Linked DNA regions of Mus musculus: region 2 is linked to region 1. A link is a contact called in public Hi-C data. All regions are on one chromosome and are shown on one strand. Each heading gives the region's core, a stretch centred on a gene start, on an enhancer-like site or on the middle of the called end of the contact. The rest is flanking DNA. Distances are from core to core; before and after follow the strand shown. Region 1 has its middle 190 kb from the start of Gm36865. Region 2 has its middle 11 kb from the start of Gm30149.

Region 1 (4,222 bases), core at 611-3,110:
ACTGTCTTGAATTTCCTTAGAAAGTTCAAGGCCAGGCTTACCTCGTAAAGCTATACTCACTGGTACTCTCGTTCCCCAGCTGAAAAGTTCTGAATTCATGCAGTTGAATCCTTCTTAACAGTCTGCTTTACGGGAACCTTTATTACCGCGACCCGCAGTTCTGGTTCTGGAATGAGGGATCTTCCTTGCGCCAGTCCCGAGTTTTTTCTCGTCCCGGAATTCGGCACCAATTGTTATTAGACGCGTTCTCACGCCCGGCCAGGAAGAACACCACAGACCAGAATCTTCTGCGGCAAAACTTTATTGCTTACATCTTCAGGAGCCAGAGTGCAAGAAGCAAGAGAGAGAGAAAACGAAACCCCGTCCCTTTTTTAGGAGAGTTATATTTCGCCTAGGACGTGTCACTCCCTGATTGGCTGCAGCCCATCGGCCGAGTTGACGTCACGGGGAAGGCAGAGCACATGGAGTGGAGAACCACCCTCGGCATATGCGCAGATTATTTGTTTACCACTTAGAACACAGCTGTCAGCGCCATCTTGTAACGGCGAATGTGGGCGCGGCTCCCAACAATACACATCAATGCTAATTCCAGGAGACAGAGGTTATTAAATGAAAATCTCAATGAAATCTACTAGTTTGTAAGCTAATTAAAACGTTATATATTATATACATATAATGTATATAATGTGTGTGTGTGTGTGTGTGTGAGAGAGAGAGAGAAAGAGAGAGAGAGAGAGAGAGAGAGAGAGAGACAGACAGACAGACAGACAGACAGACGGGAGGAGTGCTGCTCTTAGAAGACAGGTGTTACTAGATAAAAATCTCAATGCCAGTCACAGGATACCTCTCTAAGAATTAATAGGATGGAGTCTCCAGAGGCATTCAAAGTGACATCACCCACTGCCATTGCTCTTGCATGTCTACCATAACTAGATGGTAAGACCCTATTGGTGATGACACCATGTGTTTTGAATGTAGAACATAAACAAATCAAGCTTGAACGGACTGGGAAACTTTCTACCCACTGGCTTGCATACATAGTGCCAGAAGATGCTATGCGTGCTGCGGAGGGACAAAAGACAGCAAGCATCCCACCCAACACTGGATTGGACCCAGTGACACAATAGTGAACTGAAAAATATGAGGCAGCCATTTATACTCTGGCTGGATATGCACCCTGGAGTCCAGGGGAGATTTCATGCCTGTTACTATGCAATTTATCAAAGTCCAATAGGAAGGGAGGTGTAGGGCCCTAGGGGGTTGAGGGGGCGGGGAACCACTGGTGTTTTGCTAAGTAGACATGCTGTCAAAGAGCATTCTAAATATTTATGTTTATGCTCACAAGTTTGTACTGCTCTCAATTTTTGTCTTTTGGAAGTAGCTAATGGTTAATGTAGAGAGTAACAACTACTCCAAGTGCAGAGTAAAATCAGCTCGGAGTGTTAAGCTGTAGATGGGTCATTGGCATCATCTTCCACACCAAGGATCAAGGAATTTCATTGATTAGTGGTTAATGCAGAGAGTCAAAGAGCAGAGTATAAATATCTCTGAAGAATCCTCTTTGATTAGGTCATCTGCACCAACCTCCCACATTCCAAGGCTCAGGAAGTTGGAAGGAGAAGGGTCAGAAAGGGTGTGAGCATTGACAGATAGGATAACTATGAAATGCCGGCTTCTGGACATGACATGGGTGTCACCTCCATCAGCCCACAGCAGGTGTGATCACCAGCATAAAACCTGCACAAGATCAAGCAAGTAAAAATTCCAGATGGAAGGAAGCAGGGATCTAGAGGCTCAAACCCTGTTGTCAGAGCTGTTAGACATTTACAGATACTAAGGGAATGAGTCACTTTCCTTTCCAGATGTGGCAGCCACTAGGTTGCTCATCCTCAAGGGAATGGCCCCACACCCATGCACATATGGACAACACTAACTGAACTCAAGGCGTTATTAGTAACAAAAATAAAAACAGGATGTGAGGCCAGCAGGGAGATGGGGTAGAGGCACCAGGGGAAGTTGTAGAGATGTAACGGTGATTAGATATAGTCAATATGTATTGTATAAATATATAGAATTTTCAAAGACTTAAAACTAGTATTTACAAGGGCAGTCAATGCTGTTAACCATTGAGCCATTCCCTAAGTCATGGATGTGGGGAGGAGGTATGAGATGTGGAACAGTCGGAGGGTGGATCGGGGCAGGGGGCAGAATAAAATATGGAGAGTAAAAAAAATAAAAAATAAAAAATAAAAAATAAAGTAGTCACCACTAGTAAATCCCCCCCAAACCCTAGTATTTAAACAGGCATGGCAAATGAACTTAATAGATAGTTTTCAAAATGAGAAACACAAATAGCTAATAACTATCATTTAAAGTGTTCGATATTCCTAGCTATCAGAGAAATGCAAATAAAAACTATTTTGAGATTCCCCTCACCTCAGTCAGAATGGTTAGCAACAACGAGTCTGATGACAAATGTTGGAGAGAACATGGAGAGAAAGAAACCAATTAACTTTTGGTAGGGGTAGGTGCAAATTAATTCAGCCATTGTGAAAATCAATCTGATATCACATTATCAAAAAATTAAAAATAGAAGTACCCTATGGCCCAGTCATTTCACTCTTGAGCATATAACCAAAGAACTCCACACCCTTCCATAAAGATTTCTGCACGCCAATGTTTATTGTTGCTTAATTCACTATAGCAAACAATTGGTATTGACCTAATTGTCCATCAAGAGATAAATCAAAATTATATTTATATATATATATATGTGTATATATATATATATATATATATATATATATATGAATATTACTCTGTTCTGTAGGAAAATAAAATTTAAAATGTTATAGGAAAATAGATGAATTTAGATATCTAATACCAAACTCACATTATCTCAGAAAGCAAAATACCACATTTTCTCCCTCATACAAGGATTCTATCTAATAATATAGGTATGCATGTAAACAAATGTACTTGTGAGTATAGGATAATATGGAAAAAATAAAACAAGAAAGGCTAAATATTATGGGATACAGACAGACTGAATGCTGGTAATGGGCATCAGTTGTGGAAGAGGATATAAGCTAATTGTTTTTCTATCTTTACTCTTCTTCTGAATTTTATGCTTATAGTGAAAGGTAGGTGTAAAAAAAATGACACTGTGAAAGTGTAAAATCCACCATAAAGTTCACAGCCTCAGATTCACTGGTCTAACTGTATAAAGGCTATTTACAGGGGTAGACTTTGGGTCTTGTTAATTTTGATGTTTGATTTTATTTTTAATTTGCAAGTTTTTTATAGTAAAGTTCATAAAATCTTTAAAATTCAAAGGGGAATAATAATGTTTAATTCATAAGCCTACTGAAATTTTAACAGATGTTTATGAACACTGGTTTTATAGTCAGATCATCTTACATTTATCTTAGATCAGTGTTTATTCCGTTGAAAATTGCCTATCTTTTAAATTCTTCATTTTTATTTTTCTCTGAAGTGGGATATAGAACATATTTTAGAAGTATTTTTAAAGCAAGATGATCTAATTCGAGTGTGATACCAGACAGGTAGAAAACAGTGTTTAGTTTTTATATTTGCCTGTTTGAGACATGAAGGGTGTCTTTGTGAACCTCAGCCTTCCCTGAACTCACTATACAGTGTAGTGAGTTCACCTCATGGTTAATCCCTGCTTCAGACTTCCAAGTTCTAAGTTTACAGTCACCAGGTATGACTTCTAGCTTAACACATTCAAAAAATAATAATCACCATCATTTAAAAATTATTTATTAATAAAGTTTTGTAAAAAACATTCAGATTATGTATAATTTTGTTGTGTAGATTTTGGACAACACATATGTACATATTTTGTTCGTATTTGCTTAGCAGTTGCTTGGTATAACTTTGCTTGTTAAATATAGAATTAATATTTGTGCCTTTGTATCCATTGATAAAGAACTAAAAGGTACAACCATTTCTGGCTCTCAGCTGAATTTGCAGTGTCTTCTGAAAACATCAGGCACATAAGGTTTTATTTGGTGCTTCTCGAAGGCTGTAGCCTCCATTCTAGAGTATATTGTTGGAAACCTGGTGGCATGCACCAGACCTTTTTTTTTCCCCACTGACACAAAGCAGGTCAGAGTGTTTTCATCTTACAACAGTTTCAATGTTTCGAACACTTACATTTTACGAAAAAAAAATTAAAATTCTTCAACATTTGGGAAAG
Region 2 (4,205 bases), core at 1,588-4,087, 980 kb before region 1:
CTACAGTGTACTCATATACATAAAATAAAATAAAATAAAATAAATCTTTAATAAAAAAAAAAAAGAAAAAAACCCACAAAAACTATAATGAGTTCATGTGCAGTGTGCCGGGTGGTCAGCCTGACTTAGGCCAACTAAACACAATACTTTTTTTTTTTTAGTTTTTTCGAGACAGGGTTTCTCTGTGTAGCCCTGGCTGTCCTGGAACTCACTCTGTAGACCAGGCTGGCCTCGAACTCAGAAATCCGCCTGACTCTTCCACCCAAGTGCTGAGATTAAAGGCATGTGCCACCAGTGCCCGGCAAGCTTTTTTTTGTGTGTCAGTGACTGGTAGGCATGGATCAAAATGGCCTCAGCTATGCTGGGGGAGGGCAGACCTCAACACTTACACACACCCATGCCATGGGTACGAAAATTCAAGGATGCTCCAGTTCCTAATATAAAATGCAACCTATAAACATCTACCACAGCCCCTTACATCATTTCTAAATTATTTATAACTACCTAATACAATGCAAATGTATGTGTGTAAGTAGCTGTTAAATCATATTGCTTAGGGACCGTGACAAGGAGAACAATCTGTGCTTGTTTGTACACGCATGTTTCCGTTAGTTTTGACCCACTATTGGCTGAATCCTCAGCTCCATCTACGTGTACATTAACTCAATTCATCCTCACAAGCCAGTGAGGCAAGTATTTAAACTTCTGAAGCCATGAGAGGTTAAGTAACATAGTCAAAATCACACGGCTTGCATTGCTTTCAAACTCCTCGTGAAGAGTGGCAAAATAGAGCCGGGCATCGGTGAGGTGAGTTCGAGACTAGCCTGATCTGCATAGTGAGTTCGAGGATGGCCAGGGCTATAGGGCTACACAGACGGGAAAAAAAAAAAAAAAAAAAAAAAAAAAAGGAAAAGAGAAAGAGAAAGAGAAAAAGCAAGAAAACAGATGTGGTGGCACATGCCTATATTCCACACTTAGCAGCTTGGGGGCCAAGAGGCTGCCAGTCTGGATGCCACCCGCAGCTTGTCTCTGTCAGCAACAGTATTAACAAATTTATTTTCTAAATTGGGCATGGTGGCTCACGCCTGTAACTCAAGCACTTTTGAGGGTGAGGCATGGGAGCTACCTAGAGACTAAGGCCAGGCCTGAGTTCCAGGCCAGTCTGTATTACAGAGTAAGACCCTGTCTAAAACACAAAAACCAACAAAACAAAGGCTAGGTGAGGTAACACAGGCCCATGATCCCAGCATTTAGGAGGTAGAGACAAGCAGGGTCGGGCTCTTCGACTACTATAGAGTTGAAACTTGTGGCCAGCCTGACACAGGGTGGCAGAGAGCAAAGTGTTATCATTAAAAGCTTTGGGTTCATTTTCTTTTATTTTATCATACAATGTGCTATTACAACTAGCACAGTTAGGGGAGGTTTGTTCAGAAGTCTAAATGTTTAAATAAATCTTATTATTGTTGGAAATACAAGTCTATTGAACATTTTATGTTTAAAGTAGATTTTTGTTTTCTTTTTTCTTTTTTTTTTTTTTTTTTTTTTTTTTTGGTTTTTCAAGACAGGGTTTCTCTGTATAGCCCTGGCTGTCCTGGAACTCACTCTGTAGACCAGGCTGGCCTCAAACTCAGAAATCCGCCTGCCTCTGCCTCCCAAGTGCTGGGATTAAAGGCATGCGCCACCACCGCCCAGCTTTTCGAGACAGGGTTTCTCTGTGTAGCCTGGGCTGTCCTGGAACTCACTTTGTAGACCATGCTGGCCTGGAACTCAGAAATCCGCCTGCCTCTGCCTCCTGAGAGCTGGGATTAAAGGCGTGCGCCACCACGCCCGGCTAAAGTAGATTTTTATATTATAGTCAACAGAATGCAGGGAATCTGGAGCCATTTGGATTGGATTCTAGTTTTAACTCTAACACCGTTCTGAATATAACTCCTTATTTTCTTTGGAATAAATGCTGAAATAGTTCAAGTTGGAAAGTTACACTTACCCAAAAAAAAAAAACAAAAACAAAAACAAAAACAAAACAAACCTTTCCCGTCCGCCCTGGCAACCTACCTCCTTTATTGGAGGTGAACCATGTTGAAACTTGGTTGCCTTTGCTTCGTTTTTATGTATATACCGTACAAGCGAATGCGTGTACAATTTGGATTGTTTCAAAAACTCTAGCACGGTCCATGGAAATGGGAACCAGCTTCCTCTCTGACAAAGCAGTGAGCCAGGGAGAGTACAAGGCGAAAAGTACATGAATTGCCCATATTAAAGTCTGGCTCGGGCGTTAGCACCCCCACCCCAAGGCATCGTCATTATTAGAAGGGCTGCCAGGTACATAAAGGGTCTTCAGTAAGTCTCAAAATGCCCTTGGAGCGTGTTAAACGTCTGTCAGGTCTCCTTCACTCCAAAGCTTTCAGTTTAGGTGAGTGTGGGGAGACCTCCAAGGAGGTCCCTGAAGATGCTGACCAAGAGAACCTCACAGTAAAGCATCCGCTGCCCTAGATTCCGATGCAGGCTCCTCGTCCCGCGCCTTAGTGGTCTGTGACCCCGGGTGTGACCACTGTGATCCTGGGAGCCACCTAGGATGTCTAAGTAAGAGACCGCACGGGCCCCGCCCACAGCACACACCCGAGAAATGCTAGTCTGGAATGAAACGCTAACGAGAAATCCACATAGAAAGCAGAATACCCAGGACAGGCTGCGGTGGGCAGACGGGCGGCACGAGTAAAGTTTTTACACCAAGCGCCCGTCTCTGCCGCAGCGACCTTCTGATCACTCCGGAAGAGAGGCGTTCCCACGCCTGACGCGGGTCATCCTCCCCCTCGCAACCCGCGCACCCTCGGGATGGCGGCGGATGACGACGGCGGCGGCAGAGTGTGGACGTGCCTCGCGCCGCGCAGCAAATGGCGGAGGAGGCAAGGCGTGGCCCGCTGCGCCGCGTCCGGCCACCAGGGGGCAGCCGCGCGTCTGAGTCCCGCAACCGGCTGGAACCGGTCTGGCCGGAAGTTGGGCTGGGGCCTTCTCTTCCGCAGCCGCGCGCCACGTGGCCGGGATGGGGTGGGGTGGGGTGGGGATGGGGCGAGGAGGAGGAGGAGGAGGAATGCACGAAAACAACAAGATGGCGCCGCGGGGGATGGGCGCCTTGCCTGCGCCCTCGGAACCCGGAGCGTCCCGAAGGGCGGAGTGGAAGGGCCGGTCGGGGCCCAGCCTGCGGGGCGTAGCCGGCTTCCGCCAGCTTGGGAGGCCGCTTGGACAGGCCCAGGGTGCGGTCGCCAGCGCGCCCATCACGAGACCCCTGGCCGGGATCCAGGACTCCCTTTGGGCCTTCGCGGCGCCTTTCCTTAATTTGCTTTGTCCGCTTTGCATTTGTCCTCTGAGCGTTGTCGACCTCCTAGGGGAGCGATTAGATCAGGGCGAGGCCAACAGCGAGCAAGAGCAGGAAAAATGCTGACCGTGGACCCCGCCGGGGTCAGCAATGGTAGAGATGGAACCTGCTGGGAGGTGGACCACACCCCACCCCTATCCACCCCGGGGCGCTTCGGGACCTCCTCACTGTAGGGGCGGCCAGTGTGGCAGAATCCAAGCTTGTCTGTTTGGCTTTTGTGAAAAAAAGCAAAAAAAAAAAAAAAAAAAAGAAAAGAAAGAAAGGGAAATCTGGTTTTGTATGTATTAAAACGTAGGAAATTAGGCATAATTGTCTAGTATCCTGGAATTGCTGCGAAAGCCTGAAGCCTCCCCTTCCTGCCCAAATCCGTGTAACTCTACTTGCCCCACCCCGTAGACATTCCTGACCGGTGGAATTTATTTTAGATGGGCCTGAGGATCGCAGATGTGAGGTTTTGTTGGGTTTTATATCTTTTTAAATAAGTTAACACACGTTACTCTGAATGTGATGGTATATTTAGAATAAGACATTTGTCGCCTTGGGATTTGAAAGCCTTTTAGAATAGGTTTCAAATTCTTTCCCATATTTGCGATTTATGAGGCCTTTGGCCTATCTCAAAATAATAAGACCCCTCCCCTCTAAATAGCACCTGGCTCCCAAGGACCTTAGAAGTTTAATTAATAAATATTTTGGATAAAATGCGGAACTATTACGGTGTTAGTTGGGAGGGAGGGAGGAGAGTAGCTTAAGACAAATCTCCAAGCTCGTGATCAAAACAGCATCGATATTAAGTGGTAAACTACAAGTGAGACAGTGACATCAATGACTG

The links. Hi-C and Micro-C count contacts between places; a contact is called where the count stands out from the background.
Region 2: a contact with region 1 is called in a Hi-C map of embryonic fibroblasts, with 9 times the contacts expected there. The contact joins two enhancer-like sites. A contact is called at or near these places in 1 of 484 Hi-C or Micro-C datasets (embryonic fibroblasts) and 1 of 115 datasets of contacts at active chromatin or transcription factors (the NIH/3T3 cell line).

The regions. Positions count from the first base shown.
Region 1 is chr7:72,637,414-72,641,635 of GRCm38.p6, reverse strand. No RefSeq gene overlaps it. Among named protein-coding and RNA genes, the nearest start is that of Gm36865, 190 kb to the left of the region's middle. Within about 2 kb of position 1,860, at least 18 of the 459 cell types and tissues checked have an H3K27ac peak or open chromatin away from gene starts, as enhancers often do. A contact at or near this core is called in the NIH/3T3 cell line and embryonic fibroblasts, where this site is marked.
Region 2 is chr7:73,617,258-73,621,462 of GRCm38.p6, reverse strand. No RefSeq gene overlaps it. Among named protein-coding and RNA genes, the nearest start is that of Gm30149, 11 kb to the right of the region's middle. Within about 2 kb of position 2,837, at least 332 of the 459 cell types and tissues checked have an H3K27ac peak or open chromatin away from gene starts, as enhancers often do. A contact at or near this core is called in the NIH/3T3 cell line and embryonic fibroblasts, where this site is marked.